Regions from separate parts of the Oryza sativa genome. Here region 2 is linked to region 1. A link is a contact called in public HiCAR-type data. All regions are on one chromosome and are shown on one strand. Each heading gives the region's core, a stretch centred on a gene start, on an enhancer-like site or on the middle of the called end of the contact. The rest is flanking DNA. Distances are from core to core; before and after follow the strand shown.

Region 1 (5,157 bases), core at 199-2,698:
CCTGCTTTTACTACGAGAGACATCATGACCGGAAGTTCTGGAGCCAGATCTTCTTGAAGAATCCCAATCATTATTGTCCTCTCTTCTCCTCCTGCTGCTATCCCCATCTCTGTCCTTGTACCCGTCGGACAATCTCCTCTCACTTCTCTCTTCTGGGCTTCTCCTTGGGACCTTGGACACCCGTGATTCCCTTCTTACATCGTAATCATCCTCATCACCTTCATCATCATAGATGTACCTTGTTGACTTGCCAGAACGATTTTTTCTGTCTTCGACATCCTCATGTTCGTCATCTTCCTTCCAACTGCTCCTAGCATCAACATCGTCATCAGCATCTCTCTTGTCACGACTTCGACTAGAATCAGACCCTTCCATTGCAGAAGCTCTCTAAGGCATATATGCTCAACAGAGTTAAGCCAACAGGAAAGTTTATAATTTCCTGCAGAAACAACGCCATATATGGGATTCATACGCAGCACAACTGGACACCCTATTGACCGGAAACGCTAACCGCAACTTTGAAGACATATGCTATCATCACCAAAAAAGAGAAGAGCTAATAAATAAAAAAGTTGGACACCAAGGAAGGGCTTGGTGTCAATGATTTTAAGAAGAAAGAAGCAAAATATTTCCGGTGAGCATGCTCGAGGAGAATCGAACCCAGGCGGATGGGGTGCATGCCAGCCAACCCTGCCACTACACTATGAGTGCATCTCAAGAGGTAATAAATACGAATCAAAATCAAATCCATCTCTATAGCCACATGAAACTTCTAATTATATTGATACCAAATTTATAATGACAACCAAGCTACCGGTTTTGCAGTTATATCACGTAAATCATCAACGCCCGCTAGCCACGTCGGACGCCATGGCGGCGAATCACCTACAGAACCACACCTAGGAGTTATGTGAATCCGTTTCCATATTTAGAGGGATAGAATACCCGGATTCATACTAAATAAAGCTAGGTAGACTAAACAGTTAGGTGAACCTTTTCATTGCTTGATTTACTTCAGTTAAATATCACACCGACCAGTACTTGTTCTTTACTCAACTTACTCCAACTACAACCGTGGGAAAATTAGCACACTGAGCTTAAGTGATTCAGAGCATGGAACCAGCGATCCACCGCGACATGTGATTGGAGGTAAGAGCATGTGAACCTATACCTGCGGAGCAACCGCGACTGCGACCGACGCGCGGCGACGGGGCGAGCGGACGACGAGAGAGAGAGAGAGAGGCTAGCGGTGGGGGGGAGTGGCGCCCGCGGCGGCTTGGTCCGGCGAGGAGCTCGCGGGGAGCAGAGCGGCGGCTGGGGGAAGCGGGAGATGGAGCTAGGGTTTGGGCGGCGGCGGCGCGCCGAGCGTGCGGGCGGCGGCGCGGGGGGCGGAGGCGGAGGCAGCGCGGCCGCGGGCGGCGACCGTACGGACACGCCCAAGCACAGGCAGGTCCCCCGTAGTTGAGGACGGATCTAGAAGGGCCGGTCCATGGGCCGGTTAACATTTGGGCAATCGTCGGCCCATTGCTATTTAGGCCGTGGAGGAAGTGCGGGCTCGTGGGCTGATCCAACAGTGCGGGTGCTTTGGGCAGTAGGAAAAAGTACACCCAAGGTCCCTCAACTTATCATCGAGTTACAAAATCATCCCCCAACCGCAAAACCAGATACCGGGCGTTCCTCAACTAACAAAACCGTTCACTTTACATCCTTCGGTGCTTTTGACCCCGGTTTTATCTGACGTGGCGGCTGAGTCAGCGTGGGCCCCACATGTCACAATACCAGGTCATCTGTCCCCCTCTTCTCTCCCTTCCTCATCTCTCTCTCACTTCTCTCCTCTCTGTAGGGCGGCTGGCGGGTGGGGAGGAGGTCCGGCGGCGGCGGCGGCGGCGCGTGCGACCTCGGGGTTGGACCGTCGGAGAGGCCCGGGAGGCGGCGGCGGCGGCGACGACGACACGGGAGAAGGGAGGTGGCGGCGGCTGCAACGCTTGAGAAGGGAGAAGCGGCCGGAGGCGCCGGCGCGGGAAGAAGCTGTCTTCGGCGTCGTGCCCGCTCCGCCCACCACCGCCTGCTCCACCCGCCGCTACCCCGCGCTCACACACACCCGCCAGCGACGCCGCTGACGGCGCGGACGAAAGATCTGCGGCCATGGACGACGACGGCGGCGACGTCCTCGCTCTCCCCGTCCCGATCCCCGTCGGCGCCATCTTCCTCTCCTGCGGCGCGCCTGCCCGCCGCTCGTCTGCTCCGCCGACCGGCCGCTCCCCGCGCAGTCGGCGGCGGCGAAGGTGACCGTGCCGGCGTCGAGGTCGTGGCCGACGTGGATGTTCTGCTGCGCGAGGTTCCCGAGGATGGACACCGGCTGCTGCTCCGTTATCGCCACGATCGCCAGGCACAGCGTCCCTTCCTGCACCATCACGAACGCGTTCTCCGGCATCAGCGCCAACGTCAAGTCCGGCGTCAAGTCCGAACTCCAGCGTCAAGTCCGGACTCGCCTGTTCGGTTCACTTCCTGCTGGCTGTACACAAGAGGTCATTCAAGATCAGTAACTCATACTCTATTCTAGCAAGCTGGCTGTTGGTGAGAATTCTGAATTCTCATTGCATCGCCTAACGAAGATCGGAGTGCTATACATCAATCAATTTCTCAGCTGGGAGTGTTACTCCTGCATTGCTCTACAATTTATGGGTCATGTAATTTGATCTCTCACAGAATGTATAGCGAGGTAAGACAGCGAAACCGGCGCCACAAAATATCTTGAAATCCTGTTCTTCTGATAAAAGAACAGCTTAGCTTGAGATTGTTCTGTTCACTTACAAAGCTTATTTTTGCATTTCTGTATCTTACTATCCTTTCTACATAAGTACTGTGATTATCTGAACAAGATTCCACGATGGAGTATAGATGTTTATCGATGTGATTTGTGATTCTCTCTCCGGCTTCCACCTCCTGCCCGGCCACCTCGTAGCACAGCTGCAGCAGCCCGTCCGGCGACTGCACCGGCGGCAGCGTGATCCAGCGGGAGAGCTCGTCGACAAGTGGTCCCATCAGAGCTGGGTCGAGGAATGTCAGCGTCGTGCCGGAGTCCACGATGATGCGGGAGCTCGCCGCCGACGCCACCGTCTTGTTGCCGACCTTGACGGAGTCGAGGACCACGGTGTAGTACGTGTCCACGTCCCCAACGACGAGCGGCGTGCTTGCCGCTCCGGGCTCGGTGACGTTGGCGAGGGCACCGAAGTTGAGCGCCGACGAGGTGTTGACGGAGTGCGGGACGAGGCAGTACGACTGTAGGAGAATCTCTGGCCGAGCGATGCCGCGCCGCCGAGCTACGTCACGAGGGAGACCGCGCCGCCGCCGAGCCCGACCAGCCTGTCGCCCGGGAACGAGTCGGCCCGTCGCAGTGGAGCAGCCGAACTTGACGCTGCCCATGCCGCCTCGTGGTCGTGGACCTCGTGGGTGGCGGCCGGCGGGGGATCCCGCACGTCGTTCCTACCCCCGCCGCCCCTCCCCCACTTCCCGCCCGCAGCTGCTTCCCCACCGCTGCGGCGTCGCCCGTCGCTGCCATCAAATTGGAGAGGAGTCAAAGAGAGATGAGGAAGGGAGAGAAGAGGGGAGGAGAGAGATGACCTGGCATTCTGACATGTGGGGCCCACGTGGGTCTCACGCTGATTCAGCCGTCACGTCATACAAAACCGGGTCAAAATCACATGAGGATCAAAAGTGAACGGTTTTGTTTGTTGAGGGACGTCCGGTATCTGGTTTTGCGGTTGGAGGATGATTTTGTAACTCGATGACAAGTCCGACCTTCGGTGTACTTTTTCCTTGGGCAGAATGTGGGTTCGCGCAGGCCACGCCATGTTACTTATAGTTATATGGGCCTAAACGGGTTAGTAGATGTGCCGGCCGTTAGTAATGGACCGCGTAGATGCGACCAATTGTTCTGTGGGCTGAAGGGCACGGAAAGTGTGGATTCTTAGGCCTATCCAACAGAGCCGCATTTTTGGGCCGCCCAGATAACATGGCCATGAGCCCAAACACGGGGTCAGGCTGTGGGCCGCGGAGAGGACACCACGACGGGCGGGCTGGAGGACCCATGGGATTAAAGGAAAAGGTACACCCAAGGTCCCTCAAGTTGTCATCGATTTACAAAATCGTCCTTGAACTGCAAAACCAGATACAACGCATTCCTTATCTTACAAAACCAGTGCAAACTAGGTCCCTCGGCGGTTTTGATCCGGTTTTGGCCGATATGGCAGCTGACTCAGCATGGGACCCACATGGGCCCCACATGTCAGGATGCCACGCCATCATCCTCTCTCCTTCCCTTCCTCTCCCTTTCTCTCTCTTCTCTGTCTTCTCGCAGGCCAGTCGGCGGGGCGAAATGGGAGGGAAGAGAGCAACGGTGGCCGGCGACACGCGGCAGCGAGGGTGACATGAGAGAAGAGGAAGCAGCGGTAGTAGAGGCCACAGCCGTTGTCTAGCGAGGTGGCGAGGGCGGCGGGAGAAGGCGAGGTGGGGGTTGACCGCCATGGGAGAAGGCGAGGTAGGGGCGACCGTTCCTCCCTCTTGGCGCCGCGGCTAACGGCGGGCTGCCCCGGCACGGTGTGGGGGCGCAGCTGTCGGCCAACCGTGGGTAGCGCGCGGCTCTCCGTCGGGGCTGATGGTGCGGAGCAGCGTGGGGGCCGCCCTCAGGCACGGTGCCGCCCTGGATCCAGCCGTCGGCGGCGGTGGATGTGGCGAGGGACGGCGGCACGAAGATGGAGGAGATGGGGAAGAGGAAGAGGTGGTGCGCGTCACGCCCACCCGCCCGCTCCACGCCGCCGGCTTCGCCACCCGCCACCTGCCGGCTTCGCGCGCCACCGCCTTGCTGGCTTGCCTGCTCCGCCCCACTCGACGACGCCCGACAGTGTGGCAGTGTCATCATCGTTGAAGCTAGAGGCCATCTGATGGGGGACCGCCAAGCTGCAGGCCACCCGCGATGAGGTGGAGGATGAGGTCGTCCTCCGTCCGAGCTTCCTTCTCGCCAGCGGTGCGCGGGCTCCGCCGATTCTTTCCACCGACGACACAAAGAGGGGACGAGGAGCAGTGTTTGGAGCAGCGACGACGAGACACGACGGCGTGGAGTGCGCTCCCCATCTCCTCTGATGCCTTCCATCGCGC
Region 2 (5,263 bases), core at 906-3,405, 450 kb before region 1:
AAGATTATCGATACATATGTTCTCAGCAGAAATAGATACCAATACATGCTTTGTTGTTGGTGAAGCGCTCAACAGTCAACATGGAAGTTTAACAGCAGAAAGTAGAAAAGATAATGTAGGGGTACAATAGAAGAAACTAAGATAAGAAAAAAAGACTAGAAGAGTACTGATAAGATATGCATGTAATAGGCAAAAGAAACATGTTAGTCATCCACTTACAGACTTTCATGATCAGAGAAAGAAGATTTCCTTCCATTTTCTAAGCTCACTTTTTGTTGCGATGAGCTGTGGGCTAGATTACCATCAGACGCCACCACTCCTTGTTGCTGCATTAATTCAAAAGAATCAATGTGTGGTAAAGAGTATCTAATTAAGAAATAGTAGTGAAAGGATGTGGGAAAAAGTTCTTCATCGATCCAAAATCAGCATTACACACTAGTCTGAAAATAGGTGTCTAAGTGCCAAAAGTAAGTGTGTTGTGTGTTTGTTTGCATGTGCTTGGTGCTTCCATGAAGGAGCAACGATGAAGTCAATTAACTAAAACAGAGATGTAGGTAAGAATCAAAGTACGCCGGGTGAACCTGATCAATGACCATCTCAATTTTTTCCTTCCAAATTAAAGCCTCCTGGATATTGAATGCAGCCATCTGGTACAAGTTATGCAAGACTGAATGAGGAACATTAGATTATTTAGAAAGTAAGATGCAAGGCCCTCTCTCCATGCCAAAAAAGGGGAATACCTGGCCAAAACAAAATGGTACTTAATAAAGAAAAGTGGATTATATTGTTGGTATACTAAACACACTAAAAAAGGCAAAGCATGTCTTCTGTTTGTTTGTGCTGGAAAAAGAAACATTAGATTTTCCACCTCTTTTATTTTTCTTTTCCAACGTAAAGGAAATTCCTCCCTATGTGAATATCATATGAGAGAGACAGACCAAATAGAAGTTACTATATGACATATGTGCAAATGCAGTGGAAGTAAAAAAACAAAAACTATGATTATTATGCTTGGTGCAATGAGTAAGGGATGAATGAGGGAAATATTAACCGTGATGCGCTGGTGCTTCTCCCTTTTGTTGTAAACGCACAAAACATAAAGCATCTGCAAGACGAAAAATGAAAGCAAAGAAAATCAATGGAATGGAATGCAAAGGCTACAGTGAGGATTAGGAATCAAGAGCACGGAAGAGAAGAGATGTACATGGCCATGGTGCATCTTGAGGCCCCGGTCCTCAACCCTGCAGTTGCCGTCGATGTGAAGGGACTTAATGGGGAGCTTGGGCATCTTGTGCTGGGGCTTGCGTTTGTAGTAGGACAGCAGCCGGGTCTCCAGCACGAAGTAGCGCATGTGGATGAATGACCGCCCAATTTTGCGGCGACCATACCTGACCATCCACCCCTCATATACTACGGATGACGAAGACGACGACATCCCTCACCCCCGCTTCCAATACAACAATGCTGCAATCGCAATGAAGCAATTGCATAGGTCAATTATGCAATCAGTGTACCGAAAAACTAACCTGAACAACTGAATTCGATCCAACTAGTCCTTGTTAAGCACAACATTTACTTCACAGCATCATAGCATCCTCTTCCAGATTACCAAAGTGTCAGGACACATACCAACTACTAACGTTTAACACCCATCTACCCCGCAGCATCACACAAGTAAATTAATACGAGGAGATTGCCCAAACTAGCACAACCGAAACCAGCATCCCGAACAACCCCTCAAGCACATGATAACGATCCACCAAACACCTTAGAGAGCAAAAGAAATCAATCCACACCTTTCAGACCAGCAGCGAACGGAGGGAGGGGGGCGGTCGCCGCCGCCTTTCGTTGGGGCCGACGACGAGTCACCGTGGCGCGGGCCTACCTACCAGGACAGCAGCGCGGCAGGTCCCCGAGACGGGCGGCGGCTCGGCTGCGACGCCTCAGAGCGTCCAGATCTGGGGCCCCCGCTGCGTCGGTGGCGGCGGCGGCGGCGGTGGCGGCCACGTCGAGGCCGCGCGGCGCAGCGACGAGGTGGGTTGGGGGGGTGGAGAGAGAGTGGGCAAGTCCAACCCGGAAAGAGGCGGAGAGGAGACGAGACGAGACGAGGACGAGGAGAAGCACGTGCCACCTGCCTCTCTCTCTGCTGTGCTCCGGCTTCCGGCGGAAGCCGCGGCCGAAAAGGTGGAGACGTTGCGGGGTCACGGACATGTGGGGCCCACGACGACAGTGGGCTGTGTGCGCGAGGCAGCGGAGGAGACCGGCAACTGCCATATGCGCACCGGCAACGACACGGCGCCAGGTGGCCAGTGTTGCTGGGCTGGTAAGATGGGCTCCGCGGATAAGTCCACTTGACATTCCTCAACTTTACGTCAAGTTTGTATAACGTCCCTAACCCCTATACAAGATATCTTTACCCATCGAATGTTCAGAACCATACAAAATAGGTCTCATGACAGTCAGAAAGAAGAGAATTAAAAAAAAACATGTGAAGGCCACATGTAAGTGGCACATCCACAGGAAGATTTCGTTGCCTCACGCCGGCGCTCCTCCTACTCACCCACGCAGAGGCGCCCTCTAGCCGCCCGCGGCACCCCCATTTCTCCCACCTCATCGTCCGCACCGACCACTACACCTCGTTCCACGCCAGCCACTCCCCGTTCAAGCAGCCCATCACTGAGAACCTCCACTACGGTGTCATCAACCTCAACAAAGCTGTCTATCCCCTTGTCGCACGAGGTCGTCGCTTGGATCAAGCGCCTCCTCCTTGTCGAGAAGACCAACCACAGCGGGACCCTTGACCCCCAAGGTCACTGGCAACCTCATCATCTTGTGTCGACCGCGCCACTCGCCTCGTCAAGTGCAGAGATGGTGACTGCAGATTTTGACTTTTTGAGTTAGTCAAATCTTGAAGTTTCTTCAGAATTTAATCGATGATGCCTTCAAAGCAAAGGATGATCCCTTGAGAGCACGATCAGATGCAGCTACATTAGGAAAATCATTGCTGATGAACAACCCGTACATACCCATCCCAAAATCAGCATGACTATTCTAGCGAGCTACTCCTTCATCCCATAAAAACCAATATAATACTAGATGTGACACATCCTATGAATACGAATCATCCAGTTCTAGCCTTTTAGGTTTTTTATAAGTACACATTTGCCCTCAAAGCAGCAGTTTTAGTTGGCCGTTTCAAAGCAGCGAGATACATATCTGCCATCAAATCCGGAATTTTTTTTGAAATAATACGATTTTAATGGAAAATTGCAAAAATATAGGTCAGTCAGGTGAAATCACAAATTTAGCACCATGGTTTGACAGGGGTACCTGTTCAATAGGCCACTGCCGAGCATTGCGCAACCCTGTTCATGTACTTTTTTATTTTTTTAAGTGGTCCTGTCAAACTGCGGTTGTTCGACAGGTACCCACGGTTGTTCAATAGAATGCTAAACTTACGATTTCGTCTCACCGACCTATATTTTTACGATTTTCCATTAAAATCACATTATTTCTAAAAACAATTCCTCAAATCAACAGCAAGGAGTACGTCTGTGTGGCGCGCTTCCACGCGACCACATTGCCCGTGGCAATGCCAGACACCGCCCACGTCGCACGCGCATTCGAGGCGCCAGGCCTGCTAGAGTCCGTCGTGGATTTTAGGAAAAAGTACACCGAAGGTCCCTCAATTTGTCATCGAATTACAAAATCGTCCCTCAACCACAAAACCAGATATATGACATTCCTTAACTTACAAAACCGTTCACTTTAGGTCCTTCGGTGGTTTTGACCCCAGTTTGATCCGATGTGGCTGCTGAATCAGCGTGGGACCCTTGTGGGCCCCACATATCAGGGTGACCACGTCACCACTCTCCCTCTCTTTCCCCTGTTCTCTCTCTTCCTCTCTCATGTGTTCCAGTTTCCCCTGGCGTGGATGGCGGCAGAATCTTCAACGCAGCGGGGAGGAGGGCCAGCGACTGGCAGGGCGCAGGGGAGGAGCGCGGCGGCGGCGGGCGAGCGCCGGGAGGTCGCCGGTTGCAGAGGGGGGAGCAACGGCGGGTGAGCGCGGCAGTGGGCTGTGGCGAGCGGCTGGAGCAGGAAGGCGGCGGCAGAGAGCGGAGCCGGCCGAGCGGAGCGGGGGCGGCTGCGGGCGAGCTCTCACACGAGGATACTGAGGTCGACATCGTCCTTGGCCGGCCGCAGCGGCGCCGCCACCGGCCACGCCATGTTTATTCCCATCAGCATCCTCCTATCCGAGCACATGACTGGTTGTCTTGCTGGCCGATGGCGCCGTATAACTCGGCAGCGAAACCATTGATGGCTTCGATTGGCACATCTGGACTCAAATCCCATGAATCTTGCCTCATTGCATAATATTGTTAAGTCTCTGATATTCTTCTCAAGGGAAATTAAAGCACTCAAATTTCTGTAGTGATTAGTATCCTGGCGCCACAATGTGCTTTCCTATTGAATGAATGCAGTGACGCAGTCTAATTTTCTTCATTGGTTTAGTAACTAAATGCAGCTCTGCCATGATCTGTGTGTTTCGATCTATTTCCCAGAGATGCAGCACCATGTGATGAGCTTTGATGGTGTTCTAAAGGATTCAAGGTGGCAGGCGCCGGTTCAGTAATGAAGATAGTAAACACCGAGTGAAACTGCTCGGGCCACGTAGTCGGCACCTGACGAGGGCCGCTGCCGCCGACGAATGCCACCGCCGCGGCCTCGGATTCGTCAGCGGGCGGCGGCGGCGGCGGCGGCAGCGGCATCAGCGATTCCTCCGGCTTAGGCTGATTTTATTGGAGTGGGCCGCAAGAGGCTGTCCCGGGTTCATGGGCGGCACGGCGGTCGTGATCATGCTGCAGCAGCTCAAGGGATTCCTCGGCAGGACGTACTTCACCACCAGGAAGTCTCCGCGTTCGTCGTCGGGGCCGTCGCGCTCATCACCGCGCCGTTCGCCGTCCCTCCCGCGTCGTTCGCCCATGACATCGGGCGCGCCGTTGCCAAGCGCGCGGAGCATGACGGCGGCCATGGACGAGGGGAGGCGGAGGCAGCCGGGGGAGAAGTGGGACCCCGCGGCGGCGGCGAGGACGTGGAGGTGAAGGAGGAGCACGGGCACCGGGAGGGAGGCGCGGCGCGGCGCGGCGCAGCGGGGGGAGAGGAGAAAAGTGTGTGTGAGAGAGAGGAGGGGAAAGAGAGTGTGATGACGTGGCCACGCTGACTCAGCCGCCACGTAGGACAATACTGGGTCAAAACCACCGAA

What was found. HiCAR-type assays count read pairs that join an accessible place to other places.
Region 2: a HiCAR-type map of leaf shows a contact between it and region 1, with 4 times the contacts expected there. The contact joins the promoter of LOC9267624 here to the promoter of LOC4348759 in region 1. A contact is called at or near these places in 1 of 15 Hi-C or Micro-C datasets (leaf) and 1 of 4 datasets of contacts at active chromatin or transcription factors (leaf).

Annotation. Positions count from the first base shown.
Region 1 is chr10:16,862,712-16,867,868 of ASM3414082v1, reverse strand. LOC4348759 (N6-adenosine-methyltransferase non-catalytic subunit MTB) reads right to left here and starts at 1,448. Exons shown (of 8, transcript XM_026020834.2): 1 at 1,172-1,448; 2 at 815-885; 3 at 1-439. The coding sequence starts at 375. It also overlaps the pseudogene LOC4348757.
Region 2 is chr10:17,314,927-17,320,189 of ASM3414082v1, reverse strand. It overlaps LOC9267624 (protein ENHANCED DISEASE RESISTANCE 2), which reads right to left and starts at 2,155. Exons shown (of 22, transcript XM_015759172.3): 1 at 1,797-2,155; 2 at 1,205-1,464; 3 at 1,052-1,105; 4 at 582-647; 5 at 220-326. The coding sequence starts at 1,435.